Regions from separate parts of the Macaca mulatta genome. Here region 1 is linked to region 2. The links are chromatin contacts, called in public Hi-C maps. All regions are on one chromosome and are shown on one strand. Each heading gives the region's core, a stretch centred on a gene start, on an enhancer-like site or on the middle of the called end of the contact. The rest is flanking DNA. Distances are from core to core; before and after follow the strand shown. Region 1 holds the start of ALG14 (ALG14 UDP-N-acetylglucosaminyltransferase subunit). Region 2 holds the start of RWDD3 (RWD domain containing 3).

Region 1 (3,222 bases), core at 355-2,854, 160 kb after region 2:
TGGCCAACATGGTGAAACCCCCATCTCTACTAAAAATAAATAAATAAATAAATAAAAATTATCCGGGCATGTTGGTGCATGCCTGTAGTCCCAGCTACTTGGGAGGCTGAGGCGGGAGAATCGCTTGAACCTGGGAGGCAGAGGTTGCAGTGAGCCGAGATTGTGCCACTGCACTCCAGCCGGAGCCACAGAGCGAGACTATCTCAAAAAAAAAAAAAAAAAAAAAAAAAAAAAAGAGAAGAAGATTTGATGGAAGACAATTTGAAAGTGTTGTAAGGTCCACAAACTCTACTCACAAAGTCTCCCAAACTTGCCTGCTGATAGGAATGGACACACTGGTTACATAAGCTAATCCCAGGTGCCCTATCCCTGGAAATTCTGATTCAGTGCTTCCCAATGGACCCTGGGAGTCTGCACTTTTAAAAACACATTCTAGGCTCCAGGTAAGTGTGGTGATCAGGCAAGTTTCAATTTAGCAAAGGAATACAGGATGCTGTACTCCTGTCCAGCAGGACTCAGATTTCTGGTTTCTGATTCTAGATCTGATACTATTCCACTTGGGCAAGCAGTTGCACCTTTCTGAACCTGTTTACTCATCTGTATACCTGTTCAGTATAACCTACAGGTAGGTCTATGATGGACCGAAGGCAAATTATATTTGGGATGAAGGGGCTCCTGATCTTATGTTGTAATGTGGATTAATTAGACATAATAATAAGCAAAATTGGGATTGAAGAGGTTGTTGGCAGATCATCATTTTGGCTGAGGACATGAGAAACACACCGGGAATGCTTTGTGGTAAAATTAACTGAATATTAATTGTAGGACTGTGCGTTGTCTATCCTGCTACCTAGAGCCACTGAGCTTTGCAGTCCTCTCAGGACTGTGGCTTACCTTGCGGTGGTCACCCTCAACTACTCTGGTCACACTGAGACTGTGAAAACGCCGAGAAAAGTTAAAAACATACGTGTTGAGGGAGAGGGGATTTGGATGAGGGACCTAAATTCGATGTTGAAGCCTATGGTTCTTACTGGCGAACACTTTCAGTAATGTCTGTGCATGCAACAGAAACATTTCTCTTGGCATTAAAAAAATAAAAGAAGAAAGGATGTATTTCGTTAGCTTCAGGTGGCATTCACGAAGTGGGTAGAGCCAGAACATCTCCTAACTCGGGAGTTTCGGGGCCTTTCGGGCACACAGACGGCCTGACCTGGTCGTGGGCGTATATTAAGCTTTCCCAGCGCTTAACTTTCCGATTTTCAGCTTACGCTTGGCTGCAGCTGCCCAGAATCCGCGCAGAAGCAAGGGTTCCGCCGACAAACGTGAACGTAGAGAACGTAGAAGCCTTTTAACGCTAACAGGCAGTTTCTCTGCATGGTTGTTATGCATTATTAATCTAGGTATTGCGTATTTAGTTTAGGAAACACGAATGCTCATGATAAATGAGGTAAAATGAATTGTCAGCGGGACCCCTGCTACTCCCTCGACCCGCCACTCCTCCCGGCTCAGGCAAGTCCAGCCCACCAGGAGGTGCGTCCCTCCGCGTTTGAGTTGCTTCGGCACCCGTAGTTGTGAACTTTGACAGCGGCCGGTCCCCGGAAGTTGGACGCATGCGCCATTTCTCTGCATGGTGTGTGTTCTTATTTTAGCTGCTGCTGCAGGAGCTGTGGCGGCTTTCCTAATCCTGCGAATATGGGTAGTGCTTCGTTCCAGGGACTTTACGCCCCGGGAGTCTCTCAGTATCTTGGTGGTAGCTGGGTCCGGTAAGTATCGAGGAAGCGACTGTCGGACTTGGGTTGGTCACTACAAACCCCAGAGTGCACCGCGACCTTCTTCCCTGGTACCCTTAGCACTTCTTGGAGTGTTGCATGCAGAGATTTGTAGTTTCTCTGCCTTGCCGGAACTGGTCAGTCTAGCCTGGGTAAGGGCTAGTTTGCTGACGCGGCCCAGAGGTCTTTTTATGACAAGTAATTTACACTTGTCTGTAATTAAGACTCTCTGTAGCGCATATTTTGCAAACAAATAATTAGTGAACAGAGAGAACGTAGAAGCCTTTTGATGCTAACATGCAGTTTCCCCGTATGGCTGTTGTGCATTATTAATCTAGGTATTGCGTATTTAGTTTAGGAAACACGAATGCTACATGACAAATGAGGCAAAATGAATTGTCACATTTATAAATATACAAAGTCCAAGAGGATAAAAACAATGATCTACGGACTATAGAGCAATACACACCGGGTGGCAAAGTGTGAGCAACCCACTGACCTGTCAGGTAATACAATCTAAATACACCAATTGTGTAGGTGCTTACAATTTTAAGTAGACATATATGACAGGGACAGACACACACACACACACACAATGTAAACATTTGGGGATGGCAGGAGATTGCATCCAGATAGAACATGTATAGTATGAGCAAATGTACTAAGTTTATGTTCGAGTATAATACATTACTTTATTCACTTAATCTGTTTTGAGCTGTTAGAGAAGCCAAACACTAAACTAACCTCTGGAAATAACAAAACTGACTAACATTGCTTGCTACGGAGTGCTGACTCCGTGCTAAGTCCTGTGAGAGATGCAAAGATACAGCAGTGAATGAAATAGAGAATACAAAAAAAAAAAAAAAAAAAAAAAACCTAACAAAATAAATCAAAATGAGTATTTGCCACAATGAGGTAAATGCTATAATCTTGTAATGATTGTGTAAGAAGGACAAATTGCTATGGCAGTCTTCAGGAAGGGCACTACTTTATCAGGTCTTAAAAAACAGGCAGCTTCCTGGAAGAAATAATGCTAAACCAAGACTTGAAAGATGACCAAGAATTAGTCAGATGAGGGAGAGCCAGGGTTTTGAGGGGTGGGACGATGTGAAAAGAAGATAATAGCACTTTGAATGGCCGGAGTTGAGAGGACACTGTCGTGTAGAGTTCAATATGGGGAGGTAAACTGAGTCCAGATTATAAAGGGTATTTAAAATCTTGCTTTTTTTCTTTTCTATACAGAGTCTCACACTGTTGCCCAGGCTGGAGGGCAGTGGCACAGTCTCAGCTCACTGCAACTCCACCTCCCAGGTTCAAGCCATTCTGCCTCAGCCTCCCGAATAGCTGGGATTACAGGTGCACCACCACACTCAGCTAATTTTTGTATTTTTAGTAGAGACAGTGTTTCACCATGTTGGCCAGGCTGGTCTTGAACTCCCGACCTCAAGTAATC
Region 2 (3,085 bases), core at 282-2,781:
GTCAATTTTAATAGTAGCTACAATATAACATTAGAACGATAACTCTCATGCCCCAAACATGTACATAATGTATCTGAAAGCTAAGTGAAAACTGAGTCACTGCACTTTCTCATAAATGGCTTTTTTTTTTTTTTTTACTCAATAGAAGCCACATACAGGGACAGTAAGTTTCACCTATCATCAAAAAATAGTGAAAAGAACCTCTCTACACTGTAAGCTCCTAGAGGCCATGGGTAGCGGTGTCTTTGAAACCCTGACAAAGTCTGCAGGCAGCAGGGATTCAATAAATGTGGGCTAACTAACTAATAAAGCTCTCAAGAGCTTGTTTAAAAAAAAAAGTATCGGAAGACCAGGCGCGGGTGGCTCACGCCTGTAATCCCAGTACTCTGGGAGGCCGAGGCGGGTGGATCACGAGGTCAGGAGACCCAGACCATCCTGGTTAACACGGTGAAACCCCGTCTCTACTAAAAATAAAAAAATTAGCCGGGCGTGGTGGCGGGCGCCTGTAGTCCCAGCTACTCTGTAGTCCCAGCTACTCCGGAGGCTGAGGCAGGGAGAATGGCGTGAACCCGGGAGGCGGAGCTTGCAGTGAGCCGAGATCGCGTCACTGCACCCCAGCCTGGGGGACAGAGCGAGACTCCACCTAAAAAAAAAAGTATATATATATATAAATTATTTTTAAAAGTATCTTATATATATAAATTAGCCAGGCATGGTGGCACACGCCTGTGATCCCAGCTACTCGGGAGGCGGAGGCTGTAGTGAGACGAGATGGAGCCACTGCACTCTAGCCAGGGCAACAGAGCGAGACTCCACCTAAAAAAAAAAAAGTATCAGAAAAGCAAACAACTTGGAAATAGAATGCAGATAAAGTTGAGGTTGAGCACTGGATAAATTAAAAAGTTCAGTCAACAAACATTTACCAACTACCTACCATGTGCCTGGCCAGCACCATTCTAGGTGCCTGGAGTTATTACCAAACAGACCCTGCCCTCCTGCAACTTAAGATGTACAAATACCCGTGTAAAGTTAAAACCGGGGAGTGCTCTCGTGGGCCTAGGGCATAGTGCTTAGGAATGACACAGAACAACGAGGGGGCCTCAGCACAGGCTTCTTTACAGGGTGAGATCTGAATGGTGGGAGGCTGGGGAAGGGCCTGGGGACGCCGACCGCAGGGGCCCGCGGCTCCGGGAGCAGGACCGGCGGCAGAGGCCCCAGTGGGCCGCACCGCTCTCTTAGTGTCTCTGGGGTCGCCTCAAACTCCCGCCCGCTGCGACACCACTCCGGCCTCCAGGACGTGTCACTCCATCATTCAACTAACCCGGTCCCCATACGTGGGCCCAGGCGGGGTGCCCAGGCTCAGTGGTGGGGAGGAGCCGCAGAGAGAACGCGGGTGGCCCCTGAGGGCGCCCTGTCCCTCCCGCGCGGGGGTAGTCACCTGAGCGGCTCAGCACCTCCCACTCGTGGGGCCCGCAGAAAATCGCGGCCAGGGCCGAGAGTTCCTCACGCACGAGCTCCGCCATGGCTATGGGCCTCGCCCCCTCAGCGCTTCCCCTTCCGCTGTCGCTGTCGTAGCTGTCGCCGCCGCCGCCGCCGCCTCCATTGGCCAGGAGCAGCACTGCCTGCGGCCACCCGGGGGCACCCCGCACCTCCGCAGCCGGGCAGCACGGGGGCGGAGCGAGATGGGGCGAGGGCGGAGCGAAACGAACGTGGGCGGGGCGAGACGGGGTGAGGGCAGGGGGAGACTGGGCGGGCTGGACCCTTAGAAGTTCCGCCCGGAAGCTCTTGCTCATTAACTACAGACGCGAAGCTCAGACCCTCGGTTTGGAGATTTTCTTGGAGGTCGAGGCCCGGCGCCTCTGTCTGCACCCGAGGCGACCGCCCAGCTTACCCCCGGCTCTTCTGAGCACAGGGAAGCCTCCCAGCAAAGCCTGAAACCCTCTAAGTTTAGCTGCAGGCTTCGAACCCCGACCGTCCCCGCCCAGCCTTGGGCTGCTGAGGTGGGGATGAACTGGGCGAAGGACACGTGGGAGTTAGGAAGAAACAAACAAGCAGGGAAGTGACCGAGAGACGAGGTGAGACCTTGCCCTGCTCAGGTTTGAACTGAGTGTTGGAGATAACCACAGTTAACAAAATAAAATTCTTCGCCCCCGTGGAGCTGTTAGCAACCCTGGTGCCTGGGAAGCCCGGAAGAGGCCCGGGTTAGTAACAACCTCCAGGATGCCCTCCGAACTGGTACTGGCGCCGGGACTCTAGACAAGGTCCGGATTCCCGAGCCCTTCCCCTTACGGGTGCAAAAAGGGAGGGTCAGGACCTGCCAGTCCTGGCTTCGGGATGTTGACTTGACGGACCAGGACTCATGGGAAGTGTGCGCCAAAGTCCTGGGAGCAAAGTGTGCTAAGGCTCCTCGTTTGTCTCCTGCCTTCACAGGGGACAGCCCTGCTGCAGGTGGCCAGTGGGAATCCTTGGCTGTTGGGGTATGACCCAAGGGTGTAAACACTAGCTTTGCAGTGTTTTCGATTTCGTGATATTCGATGCATACAATACAATGTGACTCTTGAAGCTTAATGAAATTATCATTCTTGAGTCCAGCACCTAAATTTTAAAATGTGAGCAATATCAATAGGTTAACAGAATAAGCAATCTATTCTGTTTTGATTATAGTGAACAAGATTACAATACTTATCTGCAGTAGGTCTGTCTCTCGGATGTTTGCCTGGTCTTTGCTTTTCCAGTAACAATTTAAAATTTGGCAGCCCCCAAAAGCAGCTGGTCTTGCTCATGGAGTTCTCACAACTTTTGTTTGTATGAGAAATCACATTTCATGAGATAAATATGGGAATTTAGGTCGTTATGCAGTGACTCCTGTCACTGACCTACAGAAGTCAGAACAAAGTTAGCTGATTTTAAGACCCTGCATCCACTCACCATGACCATTCCCGCTATTGGTAAAAAAGGAATCTGATAAAGGAAAAGATACTGGCTTCCCGGAACAGAAAGGAAACCGAACAAGATGGACTGCAGGGAAAATGCTTTTCAGAAGATGCCATGGGATTTCAGTGACCCCGAGTAATTAGGAGCACAT

What was found. A called contact is a pair of places that touch in the nucleus more often than the background predicts.
Region 1: a Hi-C map of cortical neurons shows a contact between it and region 2, with 5 times the contacts expected there. The contact joins the promoter of ALG14 here to the promoter of RWDD3 in region 2. A contact is called at or near these places in 2 of 14 Hi-C or Micro-C datasets (CD4 T cells and cortical neurons).

What each region holds. Positions count from the first base shown.
Region 1 is chr1:145,198,458-145,201,679 of T2T-MMU8v2.0, forward strand. It overlaps ALG14 (ALG14 UDP-N-acetylglucosaminyltransferase subunit), which reads left to right and starts at 1,605. Exons shown (of 5, transcript XM_077952723.1): 1 at 1,605-1,763. The coding sequence starts at 1,628.
Region 2 is chr1:145,034,550-145,037,634 of T2T-MMU8v2.0, forward strand. RWDD3 (RWD domain containing 3) reads right to left here and starts at 1,532. Exons shown (of 4, transcript NM_001266129.1): 1 at 1,439-1,532. The coding sequence starts at 1,523. LOC106999795 (a long non-coding RNA gene) reads left to right here and starts at 1,772. Exons shown (of 4, transcript XR_001446706.3): 1 at 1,772-2,075.